Linked DNA regions of Sus scrofa: region 2 is linked to region 1. A link is a contact called in public Hi-C data. All regions are on one chromosome and are shown on one strand. Each heading gives the region's core, a stretch centred on a gene start, on an enhancer-like site or on the middle of the called end of the contact. The rest is flanking DNA. Distances are from core to core; before and after follow the strand shown. Region 1 holds the start of ZMIZ1 (zinc finger MIZ domain-containing protein 1). Region 2 overlaps ZMIZ1 (zinc finger MIZ domain-containing protein 1).

What was found. A called contact is a pair of places that touch in the nucleus more often than the background predicts.
Region 2: a contact with region 1 is called in a Hi-C map of alveolar macrophages, with 3 times the contacts expected there. The contact joins the enhancer-like site here to the promoter of ZMIZ1 in region 1. A contact is called at or near these places in 4 of 5 promoter capture datasets (fetal liver, fetal skeletal muscle and liver), 20 of 47 Hi-C or Micro-C datasets (adipocytes, alveolar macrophages, brain and 11 more) and 2 of 2 datasets of contacts at active chromatin or transcription factors (alveolar macrophages and skeletal muscle).

Annotation. Positions count from the first base shown.
Region 1 is chr14:81,407,376-81,410,326 of Sscrofa11.1, forward strand. ZMIZ1 (zinc finger MIZ domain-containing protein 1) reads left to right here and starts at 1,692. Exons shown (of 26, transcript XM_013983374.2): 1 at 1,692-2,951.
Region 2 is chr14:81,536,639-81,539,471 of Sscrofa11.1, forward strand. All of the region lies in intron 5 of ZMIZ1 (zinc finger MIZ domain-containing protein 1), which reads left to right. Among named protein-coding and RNA genes, the nearest start is that of TRNAK-UUU, 63 kb to the right of the region's middle. Within about 2 kb of position 1,318, at least 16 of the 83 cell types and tissues checked have an H3K27ac peak or open chromatin away from gene starts, as enhancers often do. A contact at or near this core is called in alveolar macrophages, brain, retroperitoneal adipose tissue and 1 more, where this site is marked.

The DNA.
Region 1 (2,951 bases), core at 442-2,941:
GCAGAAGCCGGCGCCGAGCCGATCTCAGCGCCCTCGCAGTTTCTCCCGGCCCGAGCCGGCCCTGCCCGGCAGCGGCGGCGGCGGCAGCGGCGGCAGCGGCGCGTCCTCCAGCGGCGGCAGCGGCGGTCGCAGCTCCCGGTAAGTTTGGGGCCAGACCCGGGCGCCCGCTGGTCCCAGGCCTTCCTCCCGCTCCCTGTGGACTCTCGGGGTGCGAGCGTGGGGCGCTGGGTGCTGGTGCTTTTCCCTTTAAGGGTCCCCCGGGACCTGGCGAGCGGGACGAGTGGCCGACGGCAGTGCTTCGCTGCGATCCCTTCGGCGGCCGGGGGCCAAGGCCCAGGCGCCCCGCTAGTGTCGGGCTGCGCGGAGCCGGCTTAGTCTGCGCATGGGGGCCGGGGCTCTTGGGGTGTACGGGGCGTGAGTGCAGTTGTGCGCGCGCGGACCTGGTGCCCGCCTCCTGCCGGCGCGCCTACAGCCGTGGTTCCGTACACCCGGGGGCCGGGCAGGACCGGGATTCGGGAAGGAAGGAAGGGAGGGAGGGAAGGACGGGAGTAGGATCACCTCGGTCTCCCTCGTCTCCTTTGGGAAGACGCGAAGTTGAATGCCTGTGTGTAGGAGAACCGCCAGGGAAGGCGCCGGATTTCAGGGCGGCAAGGGATGATGGTGTTAAGTTGTGCATCTGAATTTCTAGGGAAAACACACACTTTTGTAAATGGGAGTGGGGGCGCGGTTAAGTTGTTTGTGTGCGAATTGCCGGGCGAGACGCGGCGCTCCGTACTATAGGGGAACGCCAAGGGGTGTGTGTAGGGGCTTCATGTAGGTCTCAGAAGCCCAAGGGGCACCAAGGCCGAAGCCTGGCTGGGGCTGCCCCGGCCAGGAGGGGAGCCCAGGGAGAAGATGTGCGTGTGTGTGTGTGTGCGTGCGCGCGCGTTGCAAATACGAAAGTAATTTCCCCGTGTTCTTTCTTCCTCTCCGTCTCCGCCGGCGGCGGCCCCGGGGGAGTGGGAGGCCGGCCGGGGCGGAGGTTGGGGGGCCGTGCCGGGGCTGGAGCTGGGGTGGTGGGCGGGCTCTGGAAGCTTGTTTCGCATTCCTGTCGTCTGGGCTGGGGAGAAAACAGTGGGGAGCGTGGCCTCGGCGTCTGGGGTGCGGGCAGCGGGTGCGCGTCGCCCCCTCGCTAGGGACATCTGTCCAGGAAGCCAGCCGGGCGAGGAGAGGGCGCGGTGCGGAGGGCAGGCTCCCCGCCCCGGAGCAGCAGGGGCGCGGGCGAGGGGCGGCCGCCTTCCCGGCCATTGTGCGCCAGCAGATTTTCACGGGAGACTGCCTCGGAGCCGCCGGAGAAGGCTGGGAGCCGGCCTCAGCCCCGGGTTTAAAAGACACTCCAGGAATGTAAACAACCCGAGCGGGAGGGTGGCGGGCGGGTGCGCGCTTGGGCAGCCGGCCCGGGCCCCCCACCCCTCCCCGGGGGACAGCCCCGTGGCAGGGCCGCCCAGCCCTAGCCCTCTACCTGCCGCAAACTTTTTCCTCCCTTGCCTTCTCTTCCCACCTCGCTCCTCTAGTGGGGCACAGAGCGAGGGCCTCTCCCTGGGCGGGGGCCGAGGGCGCCTGGCAGCCGGCGCCTGAGCCTGGAGGCCTGGCGGTCCGGCCCCGGCTTGGTGTCCGGAGTCCCGACTGCGCCTGCCTGGGAGCCACAAGCTTCCTGGGCAGGCAGCGCCGGAGTACCTGGGTCTCCAAGAGGCTGCCCGCCTGCCTCCCTCCCGCCTCCCTCCCGCTGCTCCTTCCCCCCGCTCTTCCCCGTCTCCTCCCCCCTGACTGATTTTCCAATGCCCTGACATGAGGGAGGAAGATTTAACTTGGCAGCCCAAACAAATGTTCTCTCAGAGGTCCTCCAAGAAGCTGGCGGCTGGGCTGGCAGAGTGAGGGCACTGCTCGGCCAGCCTTTTCTTCCTCTCAGCTCTGCCATGGCCATTTGTGAGCCCCCTGGGTGGACAGCCCAGGGCATGGGAGAGCAGGGCCCAACCTCACAGATTTAAGAGGGCAGGGGGAAGCTGCCTCTGAAAGCCCCTGGCTTGGCGCTTGGCAGGAGCTGCCTGGAGCTGCTTCCTGGTGCCAAGGGTTTTCTGGAGGATTTTCTTGAGCAACAGTTTGTCTCCCTGGTGCAACTCGGGCAACAGAGCCTGGTAGACCAGAGGGATAACCGGTGCTGTCTCCTCCTCTCTTGTGGGTATGAGGACAGGCTGGTTACACAGGGCAGGGCAGGAGGCCAGAGGCTGTTCCCAGAGGTACCTGGGTTTGCTTATTATTGTTTCTTGAAGGTAGAGATAAAGAGGCAGGCACTGTAGCTGGAGAATGGGCAGCTTGGTGGGTGTTGGTGGGTGATGAATTCTGACTGGTCTTCGCTGGCATTTGTGTTATGGTCCTGGGAGTTTGAAAGTTGCTTTTAGGCTCTCCGGGAAGTTTAAAAGGGGAGCAAGCCCTTAATTTTCTCTCTCCTTGCTGCTTTTCGAGGGGATCCAGAGTAGGGGGGAATTCCTGGCTTCCCACTTGCCTGCTGCCTGGCCCTCGTGCTGCGGTTGGTGAATGCCCCAAGCCTTGTGCTGACCTCTGTCTTCAGGTTGAAGATGTTGAAGCACCAGCATCAAACAAAAGACACATTGAAAGCCGAATCTGCCACAGAGCACGTGTGACTTTGAGGCCAAGGGAATGCGTTTGGAGGGAGATGGTGTTTTCTTCTGAGTTTTATGTTTTCGGTTGGATTTTGTTTTTCCCAAAAGGCCAGAAGCATCTCCTTGTCCCAAGTCATGAGGTTATGCAATGCTGTTTTCACACATAAATCTCAAAACTTTAGACTTCTGAGTTGGTGGCAGTGACGGGGTGGGGGAAGGAGTGGTAGGGAGTTTTCAAGAGTTTTAAATGGTTTTTGGATTGGTGTTTTGAGGCATTCAGGGTATGGCTCA
Region 2 (2,833 bases), core at 68-2,567, 130 kb after region 1:
TTCGACCACCCCCGTCGTGAGAACACGGCTGGCATGGACCAACCTCACACTCGAGTCACACACCTGGATTCACATGTCCACTCTGCCCTGTCTTTCCCTTCCCTTCCCAGCTGTGTGACTCTGGGCCAGTGTTGTGCCCCCTCTGGGCTCTGCTATGTACTCTGGGCTGTTCTGAGGATGTGGTGAAATGTCTAATCTCCTTCCTAGACCTAAACTCCCCACCCTCTGCACCAGTGATTCTCTGTAAAGAAAGAGAAAAGGAAAAGTCCTGGGGAATTTCATCATCTTACAAAAAAGGAAACGAAGGCATGGAAGCAGGAAAGGTGTGGCCTGAAATCACAAGCCCAGCCCCACTGGTGCCAGAAGGGCCTCATTCCAGAGGGTGCAAGATCCCTCTCCTGCCTGTGCTCACACCAAGCTTAAGGGGTGATTCTCCTGCCAGTACCCTGTCTGGATTGTTCCGAGGTAGGGAATATCATTGTGGGCCCAGTAGGTCCCCTTTAAGAACCCTGCTTGAGTCTGGGCAGGTTGGCGCCCCCAGTGGTGACCATGGGTGATGCACCTGCCCTCTGAGCTCAGCCTCCCAACAGCCCGGTGTCACAGTGTCCCTGCACAGATTCCCGAGTGTTACTTTACTCCAGGAAGGAGCAGATATGGTGGAAGGGGCATGGGCTTTGACATCAAACAGAGTGGGCCCAAATCCTCACTCCTCCTTGAACTCACAGTATGATTTCAGGCCTGGCCCTCTTTGTCTGAGCCTCAGTTTCCCCTGTCAAATGGGTCCAAGAAAGCCAACCTCATAGGATGTTCTGAGGACTTGATGGGTGGGACATGTAGTCCAGCCTGGCACGTGGCAGGTGATCAGCTATTGGTGACGGGGCTGTTGTCCTCAGTGTCTCGGTGACAGGGTGGGGCGTGCTGGGGCGAGTCCCTGGCTTAGGCAGGCTTAGCAGGCAGCTCACGGCCCCAGGACCCTCACAGCCCCACCCCCTCCCAGTCCACCCTCCCCGAACACCAGAGCCCAGTGGAGCTGAGGTTAGTCTGTGGGAATGAGGGATGCGTGTCCTCTCATTAGCATCAAGCAGAGCAATCTCAGAAGCCTGTGCGGGGTCTGAGGAGAGGAAATTGAAGAAGACTTGTTACAGATTGAACTCAGCCCAGCAGCTCTCCCAAACGCCAATTACGCCTCTGTTCACAGTCGCAGAATAGAAACCAGACGATGGGCTTCTCCTCCCCTGCCCTTCTCTCCTTCTCCTCCTCCTCCTCCTCCAGGCTCTGCGGGGCTCTCTCCCAGCTCTGCCTTTGACCCAGTTTCTCCCGCCCATGAGGGATCAGCTGTCAGTGGCTCCACCCCCAGGAATACAGTCAGGCCCCTGTGCCTGAGCCCTCTAAGTGCCAGGCACACAGCTCCTCCTAAAACCTGCTCACAACCTGACTTCTCTCCCTGCATCTGGTTCTACATCCCCAGGAATCAGGGCACCCTTTACTCCCTGGGCCTCCCCAGGGGTCCAGTGCAGGCAGAGGCCCACCCAGCAGCTGCTCTCTTGAAGCACGGCACACAGGGCTCAGGTTTACCAGTCAGCGAACCTGGTCCCCTAGTGCCACTCACTAGCCTCCTGACCTTGATTAAGTTGCCAGTTTACCTCCCCTCATCTGTAGAATGGGCATCGTGATGCACACCCAGCCAGTGGGTCTCAGAGCTGCTGAAAAGCCAGGGATCACCTCCACTCCCCCGCCTGCCCCACACATACATGTGCATACCCACACACAGAAGCCTGCTTTGGGGCTAGAAGTGCAGTGGCTGGGAGGGTGAGCAGGCTGTCCAGGTGCCCCCCAGCCATCCAGAGCTCCCTGAGTCCTCCACGCCTGCTCCCGAGCTTCTGGTCTGACACAGCTCAGTACTGATATCTATCTGCTCAGCAGCTGCCCGGAGACAGTTGGTTCTCAGACATCCTGCATCCTAATCAGAAGAGAAAGGTCTGCATGCTCTGAGGATGATGCATGTGCTGGCTCTGCCTACCTCTGGCCAGTGGGACTATGGCTCCCATAGGGGTTGCCTCACAGCCTCGAACCCTCCGCCCCACCTCACTTCTATAGCACAGCCTTCCCTATCCATGCGACCTGGGTCTGGCCACTGCTGTCACTCACCAGCCCCCCAAGCACACAGCAGTCCATCTTCCCTCCAGGCCTCTGGCTCAGCTGCCTTTCTGCTTTCTCAGCCTCAGGTGCTGGGAAAACTAGTGCCCTCTCTACACCACCTCCTACTCAGGGACACAGCACGTTGGGACTCCACGTGAAAGCTGTGCAAATCAGCTACTTCCTGCCCAGCAGCCTCCCCACACCCCAGGTCCCTTTGGAGTGTCTGCACTTCCCATTTCTGAGCCCCAGGGCTTCCTCGGCACCCAGCTACGTCACTCACCCACGTCACTCACCCTGCTCTTTGTCCCTCAAGCTGTAGACCCTGTAGGGTCTACAGCAGGTCTCCCACCAGGCTGAGCTCCTCAGGGGCAGAGGATGTGCCACATTCATCTGTAAGTCAGCAGAGCCCAGGCCAGGGTGGGGCCCAAATACATTGGGGGGAAGTGGGGGAGGGGTGGCCTCAAGGAAGATAGCTAAGGGAATAAATGAACGGGTGCAAGGATGGACATACAGCTGGACAGCTAGGTGGATGGGTGGTAGGTGGATATACATGATGGATAAATAAATGATGAGTGAATGGATAAGTAGATGGTTGGATACATTCTGGATGGATAGGAAGATAGGTGGGCAGATGAATGGATGGGTGAGTGACGATAAAGTAGTGAATGGATGAATGGGTAGGTGGGCGAGTGGA